3 separate regions of the Mus musculus genome follow, and regions 1 and 2 are each linked to region 3. The links are chromatin contacts, called in public HiChIP or PLAC-seq maps. All regions are on one chromosome and are shown on one strand. The core of a region is the stretch at or near the end of the contact, and the rest is flanking DNA. Distances in the headings are between cores, read along the strand shown.

Region 1 (3,113 bases), core at 233-2,732, 250 kb before region 3:
TTTTGCGGGGGGGGGGGCAACAGCACACTACTAGGCAGTTGTGGGGCTGGGTTCAAATGAGTAACTCCCAGTGGCCAGAGGAAAATATTTTCCACTAGCTGTGCCATGTACATTTGTGGGGAGGAAGGTTATGCCATTGGAATTAACTTTTGATTTTTCTCTTTTAAAATACAAGTCCTTGATGGCCAGAGGGATGGCTCAGCAGGCGAAGGTGCCTGCTGCCAAGCCAGATAAATGGCCTGAGTCTGACCCCTGGGGCCCACATGGTGGAGAAAGAATGGACTCCCTCAGGCTGTTCTCCAAGCTTACACCCTGACATCTGCACTCACACCCCATGTAGAAATCGGAAAACAGGGGCTGGAGAGAGATGGCTAGCTGGTCGAGAGCCATTTACTGCTCTTGCAGAGGACTCTAGGTTCAGTTCCCAGCCCCTAACATGGCAGCTCACAACCATCTGTAACTCCGGCTCCAAGGATCCAACCTGCCTGAGGGCACAGGCACACAGGTCATGCACACGCAGGCAGGCAGGCAGGCAGGCGAACATCCAAACATAAAATAAAAACGAAGGAATTCTTAAGAAATGAGGCAAAGCTCAGGGAGAATTAATCAGGGAAATCTCTATTGTCACCCTTGGCCTGGTAGTGATTAGTGTCCCGCACTAAGGCTTGATAAGTGACAAAGAAACTTTGACAATCGCCAAAATCACATGTGTGCCCTTCAACAAAAGACTGGCACCCCCAGGGCACTGTTTTCATGATTTCTCTGTGTTCCTATTGTTATCTCTGCCCACCTTGGATCTTTCACTGGATAAGGTAGACTGACTATGTGACCCCAGCCCTGTGTCCGGTTGGCTCCTGGGTGGCAGCTCCTCTTCTGATTAGAACCCATCAGGGAGTAAACTAACCACACTGCCACAAGTCCAGAGTTCAGTACTAGAAACCCTCTAGCAAACCCGATGGGATTCACTATTTGTCGGGTTACGCTGACTTGTCATTCGTGTGCTACAAATGAGGAGGCAAGGTCCAAGAAGGGCAAGGGCTGATGTTCCTTACCAGCGACTCACTGCAGAACATTATTGTTCAGTGGTATAGAAGTTCTTCCTATCTACCACTTTGGCACAAATGACCGAAGCTGTGACTTCTGTTCAATGTTAAACTGCTTTAAACAGGTTAACTTTCCCACAGTCACAAAACCTGTAAGCAGCGGAGATAAGACTTGGACACAGAATAGAGGGATGGCTTAGCAGTTATGAGGATGCTTTTCCCAGCATCCAATCAGGTGGCCCACAACCTCCTATAACTAAACCTCCAGGGGACCTGCTATCTTCCTCTGGAGTCCACAAGCACATGTGCACACACACACACACACACACACCCATAATTAAAAAGAAAAATAGATCTTAAACACACACACACCACCACCACCACCACCACGGCCCTCTGAGTCATAATAGAGGTGTGTTACAAGTAACAGACAAGTCCTTGTGGCCTTCAGGACGCCGTGGAATATCACTGGCACTGGAAAACAAACTTGAGACCACTTGTGCCACCTCAGCCCATATATCACATGGGACAGAGGTATCAAGAAGCGGGGGTACAGTGCTTGCCTGGCAGGCACACCGAAAGAGCTGAGTGTGCTGCCAAGAAACCAAGTGTTTAAAATGTTGATTCCGGATGAAGAGGAAGCCTGAAAGATGACTTCAACACGGCCTTTACTTGGGCTGAGAGGTAGCTGATCTTGTTTGAAATCCACAGACTAGAAGACACTTGGTGAGAGCAGAGAGAGCAGTAAGCTGGAGGCTTAACTGGACGCTAATTCTCTTGGAAAGCAACACTCACCAAGTCTAAAGTCCTAATGCTCCACTTTAACCTCATGGAAAGAACGCTGCCCAGGGTTGCTTAGCTACCTGACTCCTGCGGTGCCAACAGCTGTGATATACTTAAGGAACTTAACGGCTCATAAACCGGTTTCCTCAGCTAATAGCCCTCATTTGACAACTATGCTGCCTATAGTGACTTTTTTTGTGTCTTACTCGCCCCAAGCCATGGCTGGCTTCAGACTTCTGAGCCTCCTGCCTCCACCTCCTAAGTGCATTTCTTCAACCATAAACTTTAGTGAGTCATCTCTGTTGCCATTCCAGCAGAAAACGGTGCTATGGATTGGGTGTGGTCTGTGTTCTCTACTGTCACAGAAGCCTTGGCCGTGAGATGCCTGGTGCTCTTAGAAACATGACTCATTGGTTACTAGGGTTGACCAGGTCTATCTGGCTGAGCGGCGACCCCTTCCTTCTCCACTCTTCCCTGCGTCACTCCAGAAACAAGCATCTCCCTCTTCACTAACTGCCTGGGTCAGATACTCTGTTATAAGGGCACAAAGCTGACTAGCAGAAAAAATATATACGCTATTTTCATACCGGGGGTGGGGCGGGGGGGGGGAGAATCATTCATTTTGGAGGTCTCCCACGCTCTGGGCCCACACCCACGAAGGATGGGCAGCAGTAACTGGACCTAACAGGAAGTTATAAAGCAAAATGAGGTTGAGAGGGGTAAGCTGGAGGGCAAAAGTGGGGAGCAGCCATGATCATATTTCCTTGTATATCTGTATGAGGTGCTTAACAATAAAGCAAGCATTTTTTTCACTGTCTTCATGGTGTCAGAAAATAGGTCTTCCATGTTCTTTTCCCCCAAAGTAGAAAAGTCCTAAACATATTTTTAGTAAATAACCTAGTTATGCATATAATTACACTTCCTCATAAAATATTCATAAAGCACAGGCATGGAAAAGATATCCCATTTTATTTTATTTATTGTTTATTATTATTTTTTACAAACAATAGATTTGCTGCAACATGCTCTGGCTCATATTATTGAATTAAAAAATTTAACACATTTCAAAAATATCAAAAATACACTATAATGAGTCTTAGGACTACAATACGACAATGATTGCACAAAAACCATAAGATATGAGCCCACTGTTTGGATGACATCCACTGGCAACAGTGAGAAAACCCGATAGATAGCATCTGGGAGAGGTGCGAGAGAGAGAGTTAGACACAGGGAGCGAATGCTGACTGGCTGATCACCAATGACGGAACACAGCAGATGTGACGC
Region 2 (2,841 bases), core at 21-2,520, 200 kb before region 3:
AGTGGTTAAGAGCACCGACTGCTCTTCCAAAGGTCCTGAGTTCAAATCCCAGCAACCACATGGGGGCTCACAACCATCCGTAATGAGATCTGACACCCTCTTCTGGAGTGTCTGAAGACAGCTACAGTGTACTTAGATATAATAATAAATCTTTTAAAAAAAGAATTAAAAAAAAAAAGAAATATAACATACTTACCTATAAAGACAAGTTATAAAGGTTAGTCTTTTATATTTGAGTAACTATAGTACACTGACACAACAGGATTTAATTAAAAAAAAAAAAAAAATATATATATATATATATATAATGAAAACAGTAATCACTACAAAAGCTGCATACAAACACCTGCATCAAAATAAGAACCAAAGAGGAGATGGTACACCAAAAATAAACCAACACCTGGGCTTGCCTTCCTCCTGCTCAGTTTAGTTGTCTGTTGGGCTTGCTGTTATAACCCATGCTAGCATAGAAATCCTGACAATTGTGCCTTAGCCTCCAAAGTAGTGGACTTCTAAATCTGTCCTACCATGTCCAGCTCAATATGTCTTCTAATTACCAGTTGTTGTTGCTGCTGCTGCTACTAACACGGGGGCCAGAGGAGAACATACAGCACATAAGACACACAGTATTAAACTTTTTATCAGTACTTATTTAGGCAGCAGAGTTTTCTGAGACAAGGCCTAGATACAGAGAACTGGCTGCCCTGGAACTCACTGTGGAGTCTGGATTCATCTCAATCTTGCAATGGCCTTGCTCTCTACATCTCCCAACAGCTGGAATTTTAAGTACAGGCCACTGTAATGGTTTGTGTACATGCTCAGCCCAGGGAGTGGCAATATTAGAAGGTGTGGCCCTGTTGGAGTGGGTGTGGCACTGTGAACACGGGCTTTAAGACCCTCATCCTAGCTGCGTGGAAGCCAATCTTCCACTAGCAGCCTTCAGATGAAGATGTAGAACTCTCAGCTCTGCCTGCACCATCCTGCCTGAATGCTGCCATGCTTCCACCTTGAGGAAAGGACTGAAGCTCTGAACCTGAAAGCCAGCCATAAATATATGTTGTCCTTTATAAGACTTGTCTTGGTCATGGGTTCTATTCACAGCAGTAAAACCATAACTAATACAGAAATTGGTACCAGGAGTGGGGTACTGCTGTGATAGACCTGACCATACTTTTGTCTGGAAGTTTGGGGACCTTGGATTTGGGAAGCAGTGGAATGCTTTAAATGGGGCTTGCTTGATGGGTTATCCTAGTAGGAATGTGGAAGGCTTTGTTAGTAAGAGTGATTTGAATTCTTCAGACCTCGCCCAAGAGGTTTCAGTGGAGAATTTCTATATGTAGCCTAGAGACTGTTTTTGTAGTATTATGTGGTTACTTTTTGCCCTTGTCTGAAGAGTCTCCTGAGGTTAAGGTGAAGAGACTCAGATTAAACTGCATTGACAAAGGAAGTCTCAAAAAAGCCCAGCAGAGACTGTGTACTCTGGTTAAGTTTCATGAAGAACATTGTAAACAAGCATAGCAAGCTGAGAAAAGAAAAATACAAAATATATGGTTCGAGTATTAAAGGGGCACGAGGAAGTGAAAATGGAGTTGAATCCTGTGTTCAAGGATATTAAATTGAATTAAGGGAGTAGTGACCTAGGGGCAAGATCCCATCCAGCTAAATTTAGATCAAGGCATGCTACTACAAGCCTTTAATCCCTGGAGGCAAAGACAAGCAGATCTCTGAATTCAAGGCCAGCCTAGAACAGAGCAAGTTCTAGGTGAAGAAAAACTTAAATCTAGGCTTGGTGGACCACATCTTTAATCCCAGTGCTTAGAAGACAGGCATGCAGATCTCTGAGTTCAAAGTCAGTCTACAGAGCAAGTTCCAGGACAGCCAAGCTTAGGCAGTGAAACAGTTAGAAAACAGAAGGCTGGTGATAATGTAATATAGCAAGGGGGTCATGTTCCAGCCCCAGCAAATGGCAGCTTTGGCCATGTGGCTCTCTGGCTTTAGAGTCCAGAATAGAAAGGACTACTGGGACAATTGATGCAGGTTAGCTGGAACTAAGAAATTAGTGGTGATTAAGAAGAGACCAGCATTACTGAGGTGAAATCTTCTGGGAAGTGTTTTCTGAGAGCACAAAGAAGCTTTGTTCCAGAGATAGCCAAGGTTGTACCTCGTGCTGCAACTATACTTGGTAATGTATAAGAGTTACCCAGGTGTTACTGGTTTTGAAGGCATGAAGGGGTCATGGAGAGCAGCTGAGGTTTGGTACTGTGAGAGGTCATAGAAGGCCATTGGTAAAGGTATAGCCTCAGTTGCAGTTGACAGCCTAGGACTGAAGGGGTCATGCAAAGGATTTGAGGCTTGGCAACATGAAGAGAGCCTATGAGAGGCTATTGGTGAAGCCTAGTTGCAGCTGAAGACCCCAGTGTATTGAAGATGCCAGTACCATGAGGGATCACCAAGAACAGCAGCAGCAGTGGAGTGGATCAACCTGAGCTTAGAGTGCTACAGAAGACAAAGCTGGAGAAGTGATGCCAGCCCTTGGGAGGAGCCCACAAGATCATATGTGGATCCAGACACTGAAGTTGCCTTGGGAGACCCCAAGATTTTGAGATTTCAGATCAGTGGGCTATCTGCTGAGAAAAGCTGCTAACAGGGAGTAGAACCAGCCCAGGAGAAAGAAGTTTGCTGCAGTCAACAAAGATGAAAAAGGAGCTGGAGATCTGAAGACTGCATTGACATCAGCCACAGAGATACAGAGTTTGGAGTTTGCCCAGCTGATTTCCTGCCTTGCTTTGGGGATTACAGTTAAGTGATTGGATAAATCTCAGAAGAGACTTTGAACTTTGG
Region 3 (3,163 bases), core at 397-2,896:
ACCACCTGTCACAGGTGCTGGAAACCCAACTCTTGTCCTCTGGAAAAACAGTGTTCACTCTTAGCCACTGAGCCATTTCTTCAGCCCTGACTTCAGTATCTGAAAACATAATAAAGCTAGCAAGGACACTCCAGTCCTCATCACCATTAAACAAACAAACTGAAGCTTTATGGCTGCCATTTTACCTTTATACACATAGGCATTTCTTACATGAAAAGATTTTATACAAAATAACAATATCTGATATGTATGCCTTTATTATCTAATGACATTCATCTGAAAAAAAAAAAGGATTGGTTAGTTTGAAACTGTATCTAAACAATGTCCACACACATTCGCACCTTCGGTTGGGTTGTCCCTAGGCACTTTAAATATGAACAACCTGCCCCTTAAGTGCTGCGATACTTTTCTATCATCGGAGCCAAACAACAGCCATCTTCAGGAATGTAGCTGTGCCCAAAGATCATCATATTTGAAGGAGGGGCCAAGAGGGTCTTGGAACCCTCACCTGGGTATGCCTGCAATCGATACCAGCTGTTGAACGTACTTCCGCCCTAATTACGTGTAGCCTGGGGAGGGGCTAGAGTGTGGGCTGGAGAGCAGTAGGGAAGTGGGCTCCATCCATGCCAGGAAGCCTTCATTTCTACTGGATACTTTCCAGTGCAAGCTTATTTGAAGGAGAGTGATTACTCACTTGCTTGTTAAGTGACTTGTCACCTATGGTCTGTAAATGAGCCCAATAAACTAATTTGTGCTTCAGGGGAAATTTTTCTATCATTGTACTTTGTTGTTGGGACTGTGTGTGTAGAAAGTGTTAGCCACAAATGTCATGATCTCATTGCAGAACTACAATTTTTCTATGCAAATATTTTGCTGGGGGAACGATCTGAACATTTTATGGGAACCAAATATTGTGTAATTCTAAGGTCCTAGTATCCTGGAGCTTTGAACAGCGGCACATGGTTACAAGCCAGTTATTTTCAATTCATATTATCCTCCCAAAGTAACCTGCAGTCCTCGTTTTACCACTGACCCAAGACAAGCCACAGTTTTGGTCTTGATAGCTGTGGCCTCATAGCAGGGCCAAGAGCCAGAGAACAGGAAGGCTCTTTCTCGCTTTCAAGCCCAGAAAAGCCTCTGAATACAGATACAAAATAAGAGCGAGAGTGGAGGCTGTGCAGAGTACATTAGTGAAGGTGCGGGGCGGACAGTGTCGGTGGAAAGAGAGGCGGTGGAGGAAAGTCGGCTCCACAGCGCTGAATCTCGCCCAACCATCCCTCCGAGGTCGGAGTCCCAGGACCGACCGACCGACCGACCGACCGACCGGTGAGCTAAGTGGGGAAGCCAGACTCCGCTCGGATCCGCGGGCGTTTGCGAGACAGTCTGCAGCCGGTTTTTCCAGGGGCTGGAAGAATCTGGAACAAGGGTACCGGGCACAGAATCCAGGAGAAGCCTCCACCCGCCCCGCCGCGCCCGGGGCAAATTGCAAGGCGCGCCCTTAGCAAATGACTCAACCCACTGCGTGACGTTAAGTGTCACAAGTCAGGTCCCACGCCTCCGCCGTGGGAAATAGTCCCTCGCTCCGCCCCTTGTTGTGTGCGCAGCCAATCCCTGCTAGGTAGGGCGTGGCTAACACCGCCCCCTTGGATTCCTCCGCTCGAGTCCGCGGTGGGGAGGTCGAGGGAGTCGCCATTTTGGATGCCGAGCGGCTCCTCGGAAGTCGGCTTCTTCCGTTTTCACGTCCGGATCCCTCCAGGTGAGCGTGCCCTCCTTAGACCTAAGCATCTTTGTCTCCCTCTTCCATCTACGTCCCGCTTTTACGGAACCCCAGCGTTAGTCTGTAGGACCGTGAGGACAAGCCGTCCGCGCCGTGTCAGCGGGGGAAGCCCTGGCAGTCGGGGTCAGGCCTGAGGTCGGGCTCCGGCCGTGGGAGGAGGTGGGACCGCCTAGACAGGTGCTGGCGTCGCTGTTGCCCCCGGCATGAGCCGGGCACTGAGGAGACACCCCTCTGCAGTGCGGTCGGGTCGGGACCCTGAGGGAGGCCTTGTCCCCACCGCCGCGGTTGCTGCGGGGTGAGTCAGACCAGGAGAGCCCGAGGGAGCGCTCCTCTTCCGGGTCCTGGGGTCAGGCGTGGCCCTCAGGACCTTGAACTTGAGCTAGGATGCGGACCGGACCAGGGCTGCGGCCGACTGATGTCAGGGGGAGGCTACGGGGGCTTATTGTGTACAGTCTGTTGTTGTTGAATGGCTCCCGGGAGGAGACTGTCATTTCTTTTGTTGTGCCTTCTTGGTGTTTGTTCTGGTTTTGTTTGTTTTTGTTTTTGTTTTTGTTTTTTTGTTCTTACGAGAACAAAACAGTATAATCCCTCCATCAAACAATCAACCTGTGTTTCATTGTTTCAGTCAGACTTTTCCATTTCCATATGCATGTCTTTTTCCAGCTTAGTAAAATATTAGTCGGTACATTTGTTAACATCTCACACCCTTCAAGGTTTTTTGACCTTCGTGGGGGAACTTCACCGCATCCTTGTGTTTAAGTCACGCGGCTTCTTAACATTTTCACTTGATAAAAACAATGCTTTCTTCCCCTGATTACTTTCGTAGCCTTTCTCTTTTTCTTCTTGTGCCTCTGGTTTCTAACAAGACCCGAGCCTCTAGAGTCCTTAAGTAGACTCTGATCCACTTAATTTAGGCTCTAATCGGGATCAGGTCCCAATTATATGTAACCTTTTGTGGTTTAAAGTGCCAACACTTCCCAAAACGAAGTGTAGTCTATGAAAATTATTTCATGTGGAACCCTTAAATTACTGATAACGAGGTTTCCTTTTTTTTTTCTTTAAATATTTATTTTATGTGTATGGTGTTTTGCCTAGACCCTTTATCTAGGGTCCCAGGCATATCTGCATCATGAGTGTGCTTGGTGCCTGTGGAGTTCAAAGAGGGTTTCAGATCCCCTGGAACTAGAGTTATTGGGCCGTTGTGAGCCACCGTGGGGGTGTTGAGAATTGAACCCAGGTCCTCTGCAAGTAAGCACCAGGTAGGCTAGGAGCTGGATTGAATGACGAGGAGGAAGGCTCATGTGGTGGCTAGGCATTTAGAGGCCCTTGTGGCCAAGCCTGGTATAAGTTGATCCTTGGTACTTGCATGAAAGAGTACCCACAACT

Evidence for each region. HiChIP or PLAC-seq counts read pairs in DNA pulled down with a chosen protein or histone mark.
Region 1: a FOXA1 HiChIP or PLAC-seq map of pancreatic cancer cells shows a contact between it and region 3. The contact joins the enhancer-like site here to the promoter of Ist1 in region 3. A contact is called at or near these places in 2 of 39 promoter capture datasets (the C10 cell line and liver), 2 of 484 Hi-C or Micro-C datasets (the N1E-115 cell line and embryonic stem cells), 3 of 115 datasets of contacts at active chromatin or transcription factors (embryonic stem cells, epiblast stem cells and pancreatic cancer cells) and 1 of 9 other capture datasets (adipose tissue).
Region 2: an H3K4me3 HiChIP or PLAC-seq map of intestinal villus epithelium shows a contact between it and region 3, with 5 read pairs. The contact joins the enhancer-like site here to the promoter of Ist1 in region 3. A contact is called at or near these places in 1 of 484 Hi-C or Micro-C datasets (embryonic stem cells), 4 of 115 datasets of contacts at active chromatin or transcription factors (bone marrow-derived macrophages, embryonic stem cells and intestinal villus epithelium) and 4 of 9 other capture datasets (adipose tissue, liver, macrophages and 1 more).

The regions. Positions count from the first base shown.
Region 1 is chr8:109,944,335-109,947,447 of GRCm38.p6, reverse strand. It overlaps Phlpp2 (PH domain and leucine rich repeat protein phosphatase 2), which reads right to left. Exons shown (of 19, transcript NM_001122594.2): 19 at 2,777-3,113. Among named protein-coding and RNA genes, the nearest start is that of Marveld3, 16 kb to the left of the region's middle. Within about 2 kb of position 1,482, at least 74 of the 459 cell types and tissues checked have an H3K27ac peak or open chromatin away from gene starts, as enhancers often do. A contact at or near this core is called in pancreatic cancer cells, where this site is marked.
Region 2 is chr8:109,889,435-109,892,275 of GRCm38.p6, reverse strand. All of the region lies in intron 2 of Phlpp2 (PH domain and leucine rich repeat protein phosphatase 2), which reads right to left. Among named protein-coding and RNA genes, the nearest start is that of Phlpp2, 22 kb to the right of the region's middle. Within about 2 kb of position 1,270, at least 9 of the 459 cell types and tissues checked have an H3K27ac peak or open chromatin away from gene starts, as enhancers often do. A contact at or near this core is called in embryonic stem cells and intestinal villus epithelium, where this site is marked.
Region 3 is chr8:109,691,777-109,694,939 of GRCm38.p6, reverse strand. Ist1 (increased sodium tolerance 1 homolog (yeast)) reads left to right here and starts at 1,646. Exons shown (of 10, transcript NM_028018.2): 1 at 1,646-1,756.